Regions from separate parts of the Mus musculus genome. Here regions 2, 3, 4 and 5 are each linked to region 1. A link is a contact called in public HiChIP or PLAC-seq and promoter capture Hi-C data. All regions are on one chromosome and are shown on one strand. The core of a region is the stretch at or near the end of the contact, and the rest is flanking DNA. Distances in the headings are between cores, read along the strand shown.

Region 1 (3,460 bases), core at 724-3,223:
AGGGCTGCCCATGTAATTCAACAACGGAGTATTTGCCTAGAAGGCAAAAAAGCCCTGGTTTCCATCTTTCAGTACTACAAAAAGAAATATATATTCCACCCACAATTCTGTTTCCTAGTTGCACAGCAACCAAGTACAACTAGCAAAAGTAAGACACAAGGATCAGAAAGAAACAGAAGTGGAGGAGAAAGGAAAGTAGAAAAGGACGTGAAAATAGAAAGAGGGAAAACCAAACAAAGGTACTTGTTAAAAGGGAAAAAGAAAATAATCACGGAAACATAAGTGGGCATGAGAGGAGAGCGTACAAGCCAGGTACACTAGCCCATGTCTAGATTCCCAACACTTGGTGATACTGAGGAAGAGGATCACTGTACTGTTGAGTTCAGCATGGACCCAGTTAAGTTCTGAGTCAGTTTGGGTTAATGTGAGACCCTGCCACAGAGAAAGTTAAGTGGGGCTGAAGGTGGGGAAAGAGGGGGAGGTAATTTGGGCAGGAAGGTAAGTGGGAAGGGAGGGAAAGTGGAAATGAACATTACTTACTGAAGTGAAAGGAGAAATCTAGAAATCATGACTGACTAGACATAATTTCCAGCTATAAATCTAAGCCTCAATTGATTGGCTACAAGCTTTTTTCTGTTCCAAATCCCAGTGTGCATGCTCTCTGGCCAACTAAAGAGCAGGTGGTCACTAATGCAAGTTCAATCCATGCACTCAAGAGAGAAATATACTCAGGCCACCCACTACATATTCATTTTCAAAGTTCAAACTGTAACTACTGCTCAGGTCTATTTCCCTGTAACTCATTTCATGACCCAGAGAGAACTTGGAGCACCAGATGAAAATCTAGAGCAAAATTACAATAATAATAATAATAATTTTGTTTCTTCTAGACCAGAATAAATTTTGGAATGGTGGTAAGGGAAGCAATCTGCAGACAGTTCAGAATGGTGATCAATTATAGACAATTGGTATGTTAAGGACTAAGAAACAAAGAGTGTGGCAACTGAGAAAACGTAGCACTGTTCAAAACTATGCTGGGAAAGGGGAAACTGCATTATCTTGTTCCCTTCTTTCCAGGGACCAGGGGGTTGCAAAAGGAAAACACTGGACAAAATGGAAAACACGAAGACTCACACTGCGAAGTCTAACATCTTTCCTTTAATTAACTATACCAAAAGAGCAGTTTGGGCTGGTGTGATTAATTATAATTCCAAAGGGAAGGCTTATCACGCACTAATTCTGGGAAGTGAACAACTCAGTCCCATCTCTTGGGTTTGTAGTTGTTCTCAGGAGATAAGTGACATGGAAACTAAACACCACTGAGCTAATATGATCCACACACCTGAAGAGTAAGCAAAGGCAGCGAGAGTGCTAAAACCTGGACTTTAAAGCTAAACACTGCGAGTTTTCATACCGTTCTTGGCAATCTCCACACACCGATAGGGTACAGAAAGGGAAAGGACGCTTTTCTTATCTGCTCATCATCTCTCTGCTTCTCAGCTGTGTCTGCAAGCCTTGACCCACCCGAGCTCTAAATTCTAGGGCTGCAGCCTCGGTGGTTTTCCCACATACGTTTCCACGTCATCTTGTGCACCCTCACTGACTTCGAACCCACTATCTCAGCACACTCCGCGTGGCCCTTCCAAGCTAGTCCCAGGATCCTGTGCCCCACGCCCTCATGGCCAGAGTGCATTGCTCTGCCAAGACCCTTCCTCAGATCGTCTGGTGCCCCAATGCCTGGACGTCCCCATCTCACACTCCACGCCCCCTCCTCCGCCCAGGCCGCAGGCAGGCTCTGCTCCCCACCTCTACAGGCTTGTGTCCAGCACCTCGTTCGGGCCGGCCAACAGCCCGCGCGGCACCTGCCGCTAATCCTCTAGCGCTACCCCAGAGTTTCTCACCTCACGGATGCTCCTCAGGAACCCACTCTGCTCCCCCTGCCATCCGTTCAGCGGCGCACTCAACCCTGACAGCAGCCAAGGCCCGCCTCCCTGCCCGCTCCGCATTGGCTAGCCTCCGTCGATGTATATTTCAGGGGACCGACAGGATAACGGTTCTGTCTGTCATTTCGAGGGCGTGGATCGAGTCTGGATTCCTCCTTTTGAATGGACAATGTGACTGTCATTCACCCTGTTGAGAGGCGTGACTATGAAGTCCCACCGAACTGTGATAGGCCGGCGCGGGAAAGCGAAACGCGCGGAAAGAGCGTGCTCTGAACAGTTTGGTTGAGAGCCGAGCAGTGACGTGTCGGTCTGCGGACCAGGAAGGAGCGGCGATAGGAAGGAGTGGACGCTGTACCCTGGTCACATGAGCAGAAGCGGAAATACGTAAAGAAAGCGGCAGTCGTACCACGTCCGGAAAAGTTGGGCTGCAGATCCGTTTGTTTTTTAAGGTAGAAATGGCCCGTTACCTATTAAACGGTTAAAGGAGAGAAGATATGTTGTGAAAACTCTCAGCCTCCATGGTTCACACGAACCCACCTTGTGTAAGATGTGTCAACTAATAAGCCCAAGAATTGTTTCTGTGTTTGCAGTAACCTCGATAAAGGGACCTTTGACAAATTTCACCGAAACGTTTCACTCAGGTCTGACTTTATGGAAGGGCCCGGGAGGCCTTTTTAGGGTGTCACCGCCCGAGTCGGGCTGAGCCGGCAATAGCCTGCAGAAATTATCTCAAGGCTCGGAGCGGCTAGCCCTGGGCAATCAGGAGCAGCTTAGCATCGCCGGGCCCCTGCGAGGGTGACCTTTCCTCCCGGGCCCTCCGAGGATGGTACTGAGAACGGGCACAGGAAGGGGTTTCAGCTGCCAAACTCCAGTCTTTTCCGATATATACATATAAACAGATGTACTAATTCGAACACTTCCATGCCTTACAAGCCTCAAACCAAAGGCTACGGTAAGATTAGACCATCCAGATACCATTCATATTTGGTGCCAGTGACGCTGGCTTCTCTTTTCCTCTCCCATGAAGGGAAGCACCAACTATTGAAATCAGTACTTATTACAATAATGCATTTCCTCAAAATGCTCATGACCAGTTTTTACACCAGGACCTAACTCAATACCTCTTCTCTTTTGTTTTTATAGTAAATGTTCCATGTAGTTTTATTTTAGCAAGAATAACGGCAAAGCACACACTTGTGATGCCAGTGCTCCCAGAGTCTGAGGCAGGAGGAGCTAATTCCAGGCATCTTAATCTGAAGGAGATAAGCATGAGGACTTTACATACATTCAAACTCCTGTGGCTTCAAAACCTAGCTTAATTTCTTACATAGATAAATTATTTCTCACAGTTCTAGAGTCTGGGAAACAAAAGATTACAGTGCCCGAAACTGACGAAGACTTTTACCACGGCATTATATGGTGGGAGGTCACCTCAGACGTTTTATTTTAAAAAAAAAAAAAAAAATGCTAAGGTCAGGACTAGGGACAATGCTAGGGCTTGGTGGGTAAAGACAGTT
Region 2 (3,033 bases), core at 360-2,859, 790 kb after region 1:
ACTGTTCCCTGGAGAATAGCAAACCGCTTCCTTGGAAGAAGCCCTGGATAGTGTTCTTCAAAGGGCGGAACTGTATGTGATTGGCATGCTTGTATATGTATATGTATATGTATATGTATATGTATATGTATATGTATATGTATATGTATATGTATATATTTTTTCTGATCTATACATTTACTGCTATGAGCATTTACAGTAATGAAAATCAGTATGCTTCAAAGAGGGATTGGAGGGCAATCTTTTGAGAGGACAGGGCTCCACACTTGTCAAAGGTGCCTACTTGGGGAAAAAAAATCACATTTCTAAGCCCCATTTGTACAACTGTAAAAGACCTACCTACCTGGGGTGATCAGGCACTCTGGCAGCTGTTATTTATTTAACAAGAGTTAAAATGTCAGCAATGGCTTGCCCCTAAGTTCTCACTGCGTCTTGGACACTGGGCATTGGGAAGTGTCACCTCTCAAAGATATGGGCTATTCCTCCCTTCCAAACTTATTTATTTTGCACATTGTGGGAGAAAGGTGGGGTTCCTGCTGTCGTTAAGTAACCTCTGGAGTCTTTAGCCAGAGTGACAGAAAGAAAACACTAGGAATTTGGAGTCGTCTCTTTCCTTAGATCGGAGGCTAAGAATAAGCAAACACGTTTTATATAGGTATGGGTCACTCAACTCCTTTAGCCAGCTAGGAGCCAGGACCAGTGCTGGATGCCTTCATACAAGAGCCCTTAACAAGATCTGCTTTGGCGTTAGGCACTTGCAGCATCCAGTTTCCGTGTAGGCGCTGATAGACACTTCCTCCCCTTGCCCACAGGGCCCTCTCACGGTCACTCACCCAGCACCTTCCAAAGGAGAAGGTTTTGGGGGCTGAACCAGCTCCACCCCAGAACCACACTGACTAGGTTCTTTCCTGCCCATCACCACCAAGACCAGGGTGGATTCTCCCCGACTTCGCCACATAAGGGCTTAGACGATCATCTGAGGGTCGTGAAGATCTTGCCACAGTCCGCGACAGCAGCAGTGGGATAGGAAATCGTTTGGGGGCCAAAAAATACCAAGGGAAAGGACTAGCACACCAGCAACTTTCCTGTGTCTCCGTGGGGGAAGTTCCACCTCTCGTCTAAGCAGCAGCTTTCCTGCATGAAAGCTCTGCTCAGATCCAGATACAACCTAGATTGTCTGGCCCATGGGCGCTCAGACGCCCCCGCGAGCTGGGGAGCATTTTCCCCAGGGCTTGGCTCAGATCAGGCAGGCGCCTTCCATCATCCAATACAATATTTCAGCACCATTCTTTCCCACATTGTTCCTAGGTCTTCCGCACCCACTTCCATCCCTCACTCACCCCCCAGGGGTTCTCGTGTGCCCCTTGCCCCAGAACACGCTGAGTTCAAGTATGGACTTACCGTGCAGCAGTCCATTGCCGGTGTTGAGGGTCCTTGGCTGGGGTGGAGCCTGGCGCAGAGCGGGGGTGGGTTTGTACGATGCTGGGTGGCAGCTCAGGGGCTGTCGGGCACTCCCCGACCAGCGCAGAATCCTTGCAGAACCAGCCTCTCTCCTCTTGGGTCCGGTCTCCCGCGCTCCGCAACTCTTGCGAATGTAACCTGAGCCCTGCGGCCTCGAAGCCAATCAGAAGACACTTTCTGCAGGGTGGGCGGGGAGAACTGGAGCGAGGACCACTCCTTCTCTCGACTCTCTCCGCCTCGCTCGCTTTGGTGCTCCAACCTCTCCACCTACACACTTCCATCCATTCCTCCTACACACCCCATCTCCCAAATTCACCCCCCCCCCCGCTTTCTAAGTCGCAGACTGCCAGGCAGATGTACGTCGGAGTAAGCACAAGGCCTCCAACATCCAGGGCACAAATACACATCTGGGTGCAGCACGCCCTACCGCCCATAGATAGAAAACCACGAACCTCACCCACCTCCCTGTTCTAGAGTCCCAAACATTACTCCCTCTATTTCCCCTCTCTGCAGAGATGCCCTCCTCACTCTAGTTACAGAGAAACCTGATGGTAGACAGCCTACATGATGGGCACATAGTGACATAGACGCTCCAAGCCTCATGCATCCATACATACTCCCAGGCGGGGTGGTGTGGTGTATCTTCCCACATACAGACACTGCAGACACAATAGGCAAAAACAACTCCACAGGGCCGTGTCCACACACCCTGTGAAGCACAGGTAAACGGTAGACCTCCTGTTAGTTAGCACATAGACAAAAATACCTGCATTCTCACTGCTGGCAATGTCTGCACTAAGTGTTTTCTTTTTAAAATTTTTAGCAAGAACACTGTATTGTCACACGTTGATTCTACGTATTAATTGATTCCATTGTGACCTACTTGTGCCCTTTAAACCATGTTCACCTGGTTACCCTCTTTTGCCCCTTCCCACTCCTGATAACCCCTACTCTTTCCACAAGTATCCCTTTTATTGCCATGTCTTTTTTTTTGGAATGGGGGGGTGTCGAGAAGGAACCCATTGAATTTTGTTAGTGTTGTTTATAGGAGCACGGGCAAGGGCTTCTTTACAGCATTGTAGGCACTGTACTAGTGACTGCACCCCTAAAGTAAATGTCTCTCCCTACCTCACCAACTATTAATTGTGTATAAATCTTCAGGGTGGGGTGGTACCTCATAAGCCCCTCCTCTTTCCATGATAGAGTGTTAATGGGCCCACTCTTGTGGAGATCTTGTGCAGGTGATCCAGCTGTTGTTAACTCAATAGCCAAGTCATGACTGGAAATCATCATTCCATACCTCACCCCCCTTCTTCTGGTTCTTAAATTCTTCCTACCCCTTCTTCCATGATGTTTCCTGAGCCTTGGAAGTATTGGTATATATGTGTCCTCTCTATGACTTGGCATCCAATAGCCTCTAATTCTCAGTATTTTGACTAGTTCTAAGTGTCTTCCATCATCACCGACCAAGTATCTATTTTGTATCTCTCCATGACCTGTGATCTATCTGTCTACTTATCCATCTATCTATCCTTCCATCCATCTGCACCAAATAAAATCACGTACACCCAG
Region 3 (3,111 bases), core at 392-2,891, 580 kb after region 1:
CATCTGTAATGAGATCTGATGCCCTCTTCTGGGGTGTCTGAAGACAGCCACAGTGTACTTACAAATAATAAGTCTTTAAAAAAAAAAAAAAAGAGGGGGGGAGGGTATGGGGGACTTTTGGGATAGCATTGGAAATGTAATTGAGGAAAATATGTAATAAAAATAAATTAATTAATTAATTAATTAAAAAAAGAAAGAAAAAATACTAAATAAAGCCAAAAAAAACTAGCAAAACCACTCTCATTTGTTAGCAAATACTAACAAATATTTACATCAAATATTTACAATCAAATATCAAATATTTACATGTGTAAATAAATCAAATATTTACATTAAATTAAATTAAATTAAATTAAATCAAAAATTAAATTAAATTAAATCAAATATTTACATGTGTAAACTTTTGAAAGGGCATTTCTTCATCTGAAATGCTTCTACCCTGAGTGTACAGCATTTCTATTCCTTCACAGACAATGACCATAGTTCCTCATTCGTTCAACAACTACATCCTAAGGACCTAGTTTACCCCAAAAACAAAAATAAACAAGAAGTTCCTTGGCCCCGTGGAATTTACAACTTCCTCAGAGTCTATCAGGATTAACCTCTTTCTTTTATTTTCTTATTTTCATTTTGCCTGGATCTGCATTTAAAAACTTATAAACTCTGAGCAACTACTTAACATTTGAAGAGTGACCAACTGTCATTCTTCTTATGTTACAGTGTCGGGAAATTGTACACAGTACCTATGCCATTCACAGCAAACAACCATGTTTGTGAAGTAAACTAGCCTACTTGCTGGTATGTAGTAAGAACTAAGTTAATATTTGATTGTGTCAACCAAAGATGAAGCAAGTTTTGGAAAACACATCATTGTTGTATAATTTTGACGCAAGAATATAACCTGTATCAGAATGGAAACAGCATCCTCCAGCAGTTCATCTTTCTTTAAGTACCAAAAATTTAGAGAAGGCTAATAAAAAGGGCTGGCAGCGATCACAGTAACCGGGTCAACTGACACTCACATGTGCTGGAATTCCCGACCAATTTGGTGAGGCAGGTTCCACCCAAGCCCCAACTGGTATTATGGCCTGGTTCCTCTCAGCCAGCACTGCCAAAACGTCCTTGCTCTTCGTGGGATTTAAAGCCAGGGGCAATTTTGTGGGATTCCGAGGCTTCTTGAGGGGCGCCATACCTCCTGGCATTGACTTCTGGTTAGAAGAAAAGAGAAAGAGGGACAAGGCTTAAGACAAGGGGGAAAGGCGTAAAAATTACTTTCTAGAAGGAACGGAGATGAGAGGACGAAAAAACAAGGATTTACTTGGGAGATGAAAGCCTGCCCAGAGGTGAGCATAGGCGGGCGCTAAGGGCAGGGCTTGAGTCTGAGATGACCGCGGGTGGAAAAGCGCCGGCCCACGGCATGGGGCTGGAGGGGAGTCTAAGGCCCGGGCAGGAGCCGGGGGTCTTAAGAAGCCTGGGCACAGGAGGTGGGGGGCGTCTGAAGCCCGGCCAGGAAAGCGGGGTCCTGTGAGGCTCCAACAGTTGGATAGGAGACCTGTGAAGCCTGGAGCCTGCCGCGATCCGGTCCGTCTCACACACAGACTCAAACTCCGCGGGCTGCTACGCAAAGGACAAACAGCAAACTGCCACCCCGGGGCCCACGCCTGCCCTGCCTCTTCCGCATTTGTCACCCGTCTTGGGCTGGGGAGGCGGGAATCCGAGCGCGGGGATTACGTCACTTCCGCTTCCTGCCCTTTGGTTGGGGAGGACTAGAGCGGGTTGTTGAATCCGGCAGCGAGCTTAGACTCGGCCTCTCTTTGGATACTGGCGCTGTAGTCTTCTCAAATCTCGAAGTGAGAGGTCTGACATGATGAACAGGCGAGTAAGCGTTCACCGCTGAGGAAATCTCGGGAATAGACAGAGCAGTTCTCAACCTAAGGGTCGCTACCTCTGGGGGTCGCATATCAGATATCCTGCAATGAGATATTTTACATTACAGTTCATAGCAGGAGCAAAATTACAGTTATGAAGTCGCACCCAAATTTTATGGTTGTAGGTCACCACAACATAAGGAACTGTATTAAAGAGTCGCAGTATTAGGAAGGTTGAGAACCACTGGGCAAGAACATGTTGCCAGTGGATCCTTGAGAAGCAAACCAAGCCAACAATCAACCAGACTGCGCTTTTATGCAGCCCCTAAGGTTTACAACGCTATTTCGTGATTACCTTTGACATGTTCTTGTGTGTGACCATCACAACTCACTCCAAACAATGCTTGGGATATTTCATTAAACCCAAAAGACATACACTCATTTTACTCAAGGTGTATATTCGTGCTGGGGGTTGAACCAAGGGCCTCTGGCATTCTAGGCAAGTGCAGCAGTGGAAACCCTAGCTGCCTTAATAATTTTGCTTTTAAGTTAGGGTCTCACTAAGTTGCCCATGCTGGACTTGAACTCACTGTGTAGCCCAGGCCTCGAACTTGCAATCCTCCTGCCTTAGCCTTCCCAATGGCTGCCGTTACAGGCACGTGTCACCCTGCTTTACTTCAACATACCTTATTGCAAGCATTTTATATATCAGTATGTTTTCTGGTTACTCCAGATACTCCCAGTGAACAAAGATCCCTTGTTTGGAGAATTTAAAATCCATTGGAGAATTTACACTGACATTGATAGGACATTTCCAGAGAAGACATCACTAGGGCAATTGAAGTTGATCTTTGAGTTTTGTTTGTATTTCATTTTACTCAGTACTGGAAGTTAAGCCCAGGGCTTCATACATGCTGGTCAAGAACTATATACCCTGCCAACTTTTTTTAACTAGTCTACTTTTAAACAGAAACTATATATGATCATAGAACAAGCCTTTATACTCTTCAAGGGAGGGTTTTAGGTATATAGTTGATTGTTTCACAGCTTTTAATGGGATCTCCTAGGTAGTTCAGGTTCCTCCTGCCTCAGCTTCCCAAGGGCTGGAATAACAGTCACAAAACATCATACCCAGGTATAGGATGATTCCAGGTAGGAGCTGGAGAGATGGTTAATTAAGACTGCTTCCTGCTCTTCCAGAGGACTAAAGTTCATATGCCAGCACTCACGTGCTCACACTCTC
Region 4 (3,107 bases), core at 339-2,838, 890 kb after region 1:
TCTTACAGAACAATTACAGGGAGAGAGAGAGAGAGAGAGAGAGAGAGAGAGAGAGAGAGAGAGAGAGAGGGAGGGAGGGAGGGAGGGGGAGGGGAGGGGAGGGGAGGAGGGGAGGGGAGAGAAGAGAAAAGGATGAAAAGTTTTGCATGTAAAATTCTTAATTAATCATCTATTTGCATATACCCAAGTACCATCATTCTTTACTGATGGCTCAGTCTGTCTTGAAACCAGTTTTGAAGGAAATGCCTATTTGGGTGTTTCACAGGTGGAGCCTCAAATTGGTGTTCAAGGCATCAGTTGGTTTAAGTACACGGAGACCCTTTGGTTTCATAAGATCTTTGTATACTTAACGAAACCAACACTATCTTTAAATGTCGACTTGTAAGCATTAGGCAGGCTCTGACATCATGTGACAAGAGAGAACAGTGAGTATAAGGTGTTGACTTCCTGATTTACTCATATTTCCCTCGACACATATACAAGCGTTAAATGTTTTAGCAACAACAAATTGAAAGTCAAAACTTTTCCCGATACGTCTACAAAGACCTTGTAGAAAGAAGTGTTAAACTGCAGGTTCAGATGTGAGGGTATATGGACCGTATACCTATTACCAAGCAAGCACTGAGGTGACTGGCTAAGCTAGAATAGTCTATTTATTAGACTGTTATCAGATTTATTAGACCCTAATACTTCTTGGCTGGTAAAGAAGTTTACTCATCAAATCCTAAATCCCTACAATTAAAGCAGGAAGTGTCTATACACCTCAGCAGGAGGAGGTAGCCTGTTTCCTGATGTTGAGTTCCACTTTCAGTTTCGGATGGAGGGAAGGCAGAAACACCTAGAAGCCTCGTCAAAGGGAGCTACAACCAGGACAATTTTGAAAGATTTAGGTGCCTGTTTACGAAAGCGGCAGCCATGGCGTTAGGGTTGGGTGTACTTAGGAAACAGGCTGTGTAGAGTAAATAATAAACTGGAATCAGGGTATCCAAGTTGGAGTTAGGGCACGTCATCCCTCTGGGCTTCATTTCAGTGTGCTCGCCTTAAAAGACACTCCTTAGGCTCGAAACGAAAAGTAGCAAGAAGGTAATGACTAAAGTTTGCTGGCGGAGCACTCTTCAGTCCTCATTTATAGAGGAGTTGACAGGACTAGAGGAATAACTTATGCAAGGATATGGAACTAATATTCCCAAGCGAGGCAACTAACACTGGACGGATATTCTTTCTCTGAGAGAGTTGAGGTGGGGAAGACAGTCCCCACCCAAACCCAGACTCACAAACACCGTGGCCTTAGCTGCTCTGCGCAGCCGCAGGTACTTCAGCCGGTACTTCTCGTTCTGGCTCTTCCTCGGGAGCCTTTTCATCCTGGCCTTGCTGGACAGCGGGGTGCGCGGCTCGGAGGCCAGGCCGCTCAACACGCTCATGATCAGACCGGGTTCTGGAGCTCCGGGGCGCGGAGGGGATGGAGCGCAGGCAGAAACAGATGGCGATCCTCGGCACTTCCCAGTCGATTTCCCAAGGAAGACCCGCCGGAAGTTGCGCAAAAGCACCGCCACGTGTAACTTCCGGGTTTGGAAGTTGCGGTGGTTCGGACCTAGCGGTGGGCTGGGAGGACGGGTGTGGCTCAGGGTTGCAAGGAGCTGGAGCTGGAAAGAACCGGTCCTACCCGGCTGATAGCCAGCGAAGTAGGGAAGAGTTTAAAGTCCTGATGCAGACGCTCAGGCAGGTGCCCTCAGGGAATGCACGTCCACATCTGCTTTCCCAGGTTGCTCTGAGCAGCAGGCCTTCCTGGGGTTTTAGCAGACTTAAATACTAATGCGGGGAACTCAGTTTCCCATATGTGCTGATCGCACAAGTGTTTCTTAGGCTGTGAACTTCGGGGATAGTAAAACAAGACCTTGATTGCCCCAAAGCTTGGTATCTAGTTAGCAAACTGTTTTAATAAAATGTTAAGTAGCACAAGGTCGGCTTTCAGTGGTTTTAAAATGAAACCAGGAGCGTTTCAAGTACACATACTTCCTATCGTTTTTTTCTTTCAGTAGTGTCAAACCAATTGACTGAGCCTCTTTTTCACATTTTGTTTTTGTTGTTTGTTTTCTCCCTCTCAAAGTAAGAAATGAGATGGGGTGGATTTCCAAACTAGTGTACTCATATAAAAGATAATTATTGTTAAATTCTCCAAATCTAGACGTTTACGGTTGTACATGGAAGCCAAGAAGTATGTTACATAATTAACGCGCTCACTGAATTACTAGAGAAAAACCTAATACTGATAAAGACAACTTAGAATTCAGTAAGTGATCCAAGTATTTAATCTCTGAAAACTGTAAAAACCATTGCAGTTTTGACAAACTGCAACCCAAGAGAAAAAGCGTGTAGATACTCTTCTATGACTGCCCATGTAACAAGCTGCTTTTTTTGAACTTGGTTGGGTCTTAATAATGCAACTCCAGGGTACCATTTGCCTTCACAAATACCTAAGGTGCTCCTGTGGATTTAGTTGGTTTTAAAAGCCATCAGAATTGTGACAACTTATAAAATACACTGCTTTGAAAATATATACTGGAATTCTAGCTTGGAATCTGAAAGCACTCATAGTAATCGAAATTGACTTTATTCTTAATAAAGCGTTAGTTTTAACTGCCTGATTTGCTGTTTAGCTGCATTTTGTTCTCATAGACTTTGACATCTATCTGACTTTTTGTATTATTCATCTTCTTCGTGTGTTGTGTCTATGAGGAGGAAAGTCCCAGCCTCTGCTTTAGTTGAAAGCTCTTTTGGCCAGTAGACTTCAGTGGAATAGTCCCAAACATGTTTATTATTATTTTTTTTTTTCACTTGAGACTTTTTCTTTTACAATTAAGGCAATTTTCTTGCAAATTTGACAAAAAAGAAGGTATTGTTTATTTGTTGGCTTTGATAGACTGGGTTCTTAACAGTGCCAAACTCTCTGTGTAGGGAAAGATGACCCTGAACTCCTGACCCTCCTGTTTCTATCTCCCAAATTCTGGGACTATAGCCATAGACAACCATGTCCAGCTTGGGGAATTTTTTTTAAAATCCATGGGCTGTGATCTAACTCAGTGGCAAAGCACTTATATTATAGGTGA
Region 5 (2,989 bases), core at 223-2,722, 850 kb after region 1:
TCTCTGACTTCCATAGGCTGACGACATCATGGAGGCCGTGCCCATACACATGCACATACTAAATAAATGAACACCAAATTCACCCCACCACGTCTATCCTTTTCTCCTAGAGTTTTGAATTCTACCACTGAACTATTTTGTTTGTTTTCTGAGACAGAGTCTCTCAACATAGCTCTGGCTGTTCTGTAACTATGTAGACCAGGCTGCCCTCTAACTCAGAGATCTACCTGCCTCTGTCTCCCAAGTGCGGCGATTAGAGCCAGCCTGGTGGATAAACACTATGCTTTGTGAATTATAGTATCATAAATCCAGATCCATTAAATTAGACAAATACATATTTTCAAAGTTAGAGAACCACAGTTTTCACTAGATTAAGTACTTTGTTTTTCTGTCCTTAAGAGGTGAGGGTAGATGTTGCAAGCCCACAGTATTGAAGAGACAATGATTGCTGAGAAGCTGGTATAAACAATCCCCTTTACATTGCTGAGAAGAAACTATTTCAAGTGCAGTACTTGGGAGGCAAGGGTAGGTGGGTCTTTGTGAGTTCAAGGTCAGCCTTGTCTACAGGGTGAGTTTCCGGACAGCCAGGGGCTAAACAGAGAAACCCTGCCTCAAAAACCCAAAAATCAAACAAATAGCAAGCAAGCAAACAAAAATCTAGTCGTTCTAGAAATTATTATAATTTGTTGAATAGTTTCACTTGTTTTTCAGCCCCAACTTTTGAAGCATGTTCTCAAGTGCCTCTGCTTTCTGATGAGGGATTGTGAAAGGGGAGGTCGTGTATTTGGGAGTCAGCTTTTGATGTTTGGGGAATCTTATTTTCTGGTTTTCTCAGGCCTTCTTTTATCTTATTATTCGAGGACTGGCTTAAAGGTGGCTGACATAGGATTTGATTATTGAGAAAAGAGAGCTTCGGGTCTGGGCGTGTGCTCCCTCTGCCTCCCCCAAGAAGCACAAAGGCGGCGCTGGTTGGGGTCGAGGCTGGAGGACTAGAGGTTTAACAAGGCCTAACCTGTGGAGTCTCTTCCCTTTCTCTCTTTTGGCCACAAACAGCAGATTAGATATCGAATCTTGAGAGCTGTGTAAAGCCCTGAACCGGGCGGGGGAGGACAGGCTGTCGAGGGGAAGCAGGTCAAACCGTGGGCGGGACGCCAAAGACCTAGCGTTCCAGATTCTCCGAGAAAGGGCTTGCCAGGCTCTCTGTCTGGTCCAGGAGTTGCGGGAGTATTGGAGATGCGGAGAGACTACGGCACGAAGGAAAATGGCGAAGCCTCCACATTGGAGAGGGAGTGGGGGAAACTGCCTCACCTCTTCTTTCTCTTCAAGCTGGTGCGGATGGTTCCAGTGTTTTATCTCGTTGCTGGGTAACCGTTTTTTTTTTTCTTTTTTCTTTTTTCTTTTTTTTTTAACTACGGAGGCCGGGAGGGGAGCGCCCTGCGCCGCGCCGCGCCGCGCCGCTGATGGTTTCGCGTACTGAAGGCTTGAGGGTGGGGCCCGATAGGTAGACCCTCCCAGGCCCCGCCCACTACGCAAGACCACGCCTCTGCCCTGTCCCCGCCCCCGCATAGGGGCTCTTCCTGAATTCGGCGGGTTAATCAGGATCTTCACAAACATGGTTTCCCCGGGGCCTGTGTTTGGGATAGTGCTGCTCATAATCGCGCGAGTCAGCAGAAGTGCAGGTGAGGTGTCACAGCTGTGCCGGACCCTTGCCTTTCAGATCTTCTGCAGGATCATGGCATGCGTCCCCTTTAAAGGTCTGGTTTGAGTCAGAACTGGACTTTTCGCACCTAGTTCTGGCTCAAGGTACTGTTGGGCCCATCTACTGCCTTTTTCATGCAGGGTACCTCATTTGCAGCATAGGAGGCAGGGAGAGACTTCGGTTTACCCATTGGAATAGGCTCCAGAGTCCCCAGACCGAAGCCTTGAGGAGAGCTCAAAGAGAAGGGGGCGAAGCTTAGTTAGATAATATTTGGAAACAGGTGTCTGAGTCATCCAAAATACTTCAACACCTGCCCCCTCAGTAGTGCCCTTGGGGAGGGCTTCTGTCGGGATGGGTGCCTTGAGGGAATTAAATTTTACTAGTTTCTAAGTGGTTATTAGGGCTAAGAAATACAACCCCCTCACTAGCTCAGAATAATTTAAGGTTCAGCTCTGAATTTTGATACAGCCTAAGAGATACTAGTGGAGGGGTAAGACTCATCACACTGGAGAGGGAGCTATTTCACACTGGCCATTGTGCAGGTCAGAGCTTGTCATCTGACTAACCTGAGCTGGACATTGCCCTCTGCATGGAGATATCAAAAGATAGGAATCTATTCACTTAAAGTAAAAGGTTACTGCTGGAGCCACCCACCCTTCTTTTCTTTGTATCACTGAAAGAGTGGACCTCATCCATAGACTGTCAATAAATGAAATTTGGGGGGGGGGATGAGAATATAGCTCAGTGATAAAGCTCTTGGCTGGAGTGCTAGGAATTTGTGGTCCCATTACCATTATCCTCACAGCAAAAATGAAATTGCAATTCCTTTGGAATTAGATGACGTTGATTCTCATTCTGTCATAAACTACCTTCTGAGGCCTGTCAAGGACATTACTGTCTTCTTTCTTAAGAACTCTGCTACACGAGTAAGCTCCTAGTAGATTGTAAGATCCTTGGCAGCAAGAATTTTTATCTACTATTGGAATTATTTTTCCTTCCAGGGTTGCAGTCTCAATGTGTAAAGTACTAGGTATCATTAAAGAGATATTCATTGAATTCATAGCTGTTCTAATTATTCTTTAAAATTGCTTAATCTATTTGTGCTCTAGTCCCTTGATGGGTAATGTGGTTAGGTTATATCTCTTCATCGGTAGTAACACAATTAACACGTTTATTATAAAGATAATTTCCACCTCTAAATTTTTTTTTTCTCACCATAAATCCATTCACAAAGAGCTTCTATAACTGAATGTTGGCAAACACAGAAGGGCTTGGGAAGGCATTCCCCAT

What was found. Promoter capture Hi-C pulls out the DNA fragments that hold promoters and counts their contacts. HiChIP or PLAC-seq counts read pairs in DNA pulled down with a chosen protein or histone mark. Capture Hi-C pulls out chosen DNA fragments and counts their contacts.
Region 2: a promoter capture Hi-C map of pre-B cells shows a contact between it and region 1. The contact joins the promoter of Nrgn here to the promoter of Stt3a in region 1. A contact is called at or near these places in 5 of 39 promoter capture datasets (the 3T3-L1 cell line, cranial neural crest, liver and 2 more).
Region 3: a promoter capture Hi-C map of pre-B cells shows a contact between it and region 1. The contact joins the promoter of Ccdc15 here to the promoter of Stt3a in region 1. A contact is called at or near these places in 16 of 39 promoter capture datasets (the 3T3-L1 cell line, 3T3-L1-derived adipocytes, the HPC-7 cell line and 11 more), 12 of 484 Hi-C or Micro-C datasets (CD4 T cells, CD8 T cells, Th1 cells and 7 more), 10 of 115 datasets of contacts at active chromatin or transcription factors (the 230-238 cell line, the SCID.adh cell line, astrocytes and 6 more) and 3 of 9 other capture datasets (adipose tissue, liver and macrophages).
Region 4: a promoter capture Hi-C map of liver shows a contact between it and region 1, with 4 times the contacts expected there. The contact joins the promoter of Tbrg1 here to the promoter of Stt3a in region 1. A contact is called at or near these places in 6 of 39 promoter capture datasets (the 3T3-L1 cell line, 3T3-L1-derived adipocytes, the HPC-7 cell line and 3 more), 3 of 484 Hi-C or Micro-C datasets (CD8 T cells, memory CD8 T cells and muscle stem cells), 9 of 115 datasets of contacts at active chromatin or transcription factors (astrocytes, bone marrow-derived macrophages, effector CD8 T cells and 6 more) and 3 of 9 other capture datasets (adipose tissue, liver and pancreatic islet).
Region 5: a contact with region 1 is called in an H3K27ac HiChIP or PLAC-seq map of thymic regulatory T cells, with 10 times the contacts expected there. The contact joins the promoter of Spa17 here to the promoter of Stt3a in region 1. A contact is called at or near these places in 4 of 39 promoter capture datasets (the 3T3-L1 cell line, frontonasal cranial neural crest, liver and 1 more), 3 of 484 Hi-C or Micro-C datasets (B cells, CD4 T cells and muscle stem cells), 5 of 115 datasets of contacts at active chromatin or transcription factors (astrocytes, bone marrow-derived macrophages, double positive thymocytes and 2 more) and 3 of 9 other capture datasets (adipose tissue, liver and macrophages).

The regions. Positions count from the first base shown.
Region 1 is chr9:36,765,649-36,769,108 of GRCm38.p6, forward strand. It overlaps Stt3a (STT3, subunit of the oligosaccharyltransferase complex, homolog A (S. cerevisiae)), which reads right to left and starts at 1,974. Exons shown (of 18, transcript NM_008408.5): 1 at 1,902-1,974. Gm26787 (predicted gene, 26787) reads left to right here and starts at 2,239. Exons shown (of 4, transcript NR_166654.1): 1 at 2,239-2,392.
Region 2 is chr9:37,551,136-37,554,168 of GRCm38.p6, forward strand. Nrgn (neurogranin) reads right to left here and starts at 1,610. Exons shown (of 4, transcript NM_022029.2): 1 at 1,402-1,610. The coding sequence starts at 1,416.
Region 3 is chr9:37,346,716-37,349,826 of GRCm38.p6, forward strand. It overlaps Ccdc15 (coiled-coil domain containing 15), which reads right to left and starts at 1,642. Exons shown (of 16, transcript NM_001081429.2): 1 at 1,319-1,642; 2 at 1,023-1,208. The coding sequence starts at 1,202.
Region 4 is chr9:37,655,724-37,658,830 of GRCm38.p6, forward strand. Tbrg1 (transforming growth factor beta regulated gene 1) reads right to left here and starts at 1,589. Exons shown (of 9, transcript NM_025289.3): 1 at 1,275-1,589. The coding sequence starts at 1,421.
Region 5 is chr9:37,612,248-37,615,236 of GRCm38.p6, forward strand. It overlaps Spa17 (sperm autoantigenic protein 17), which reads right to left and starts at 1,473. Exons shown (of 5, transcript NM_011449.2): 1 at 1,309-1,473. It overlaps Siae (sialic acid acetylesterase), which reads left to right and starts at 1,574. Exons shown (of 10, transcript NM_011734.4): 1 at 1,574-1,679. The coding sequence starts at 1,613.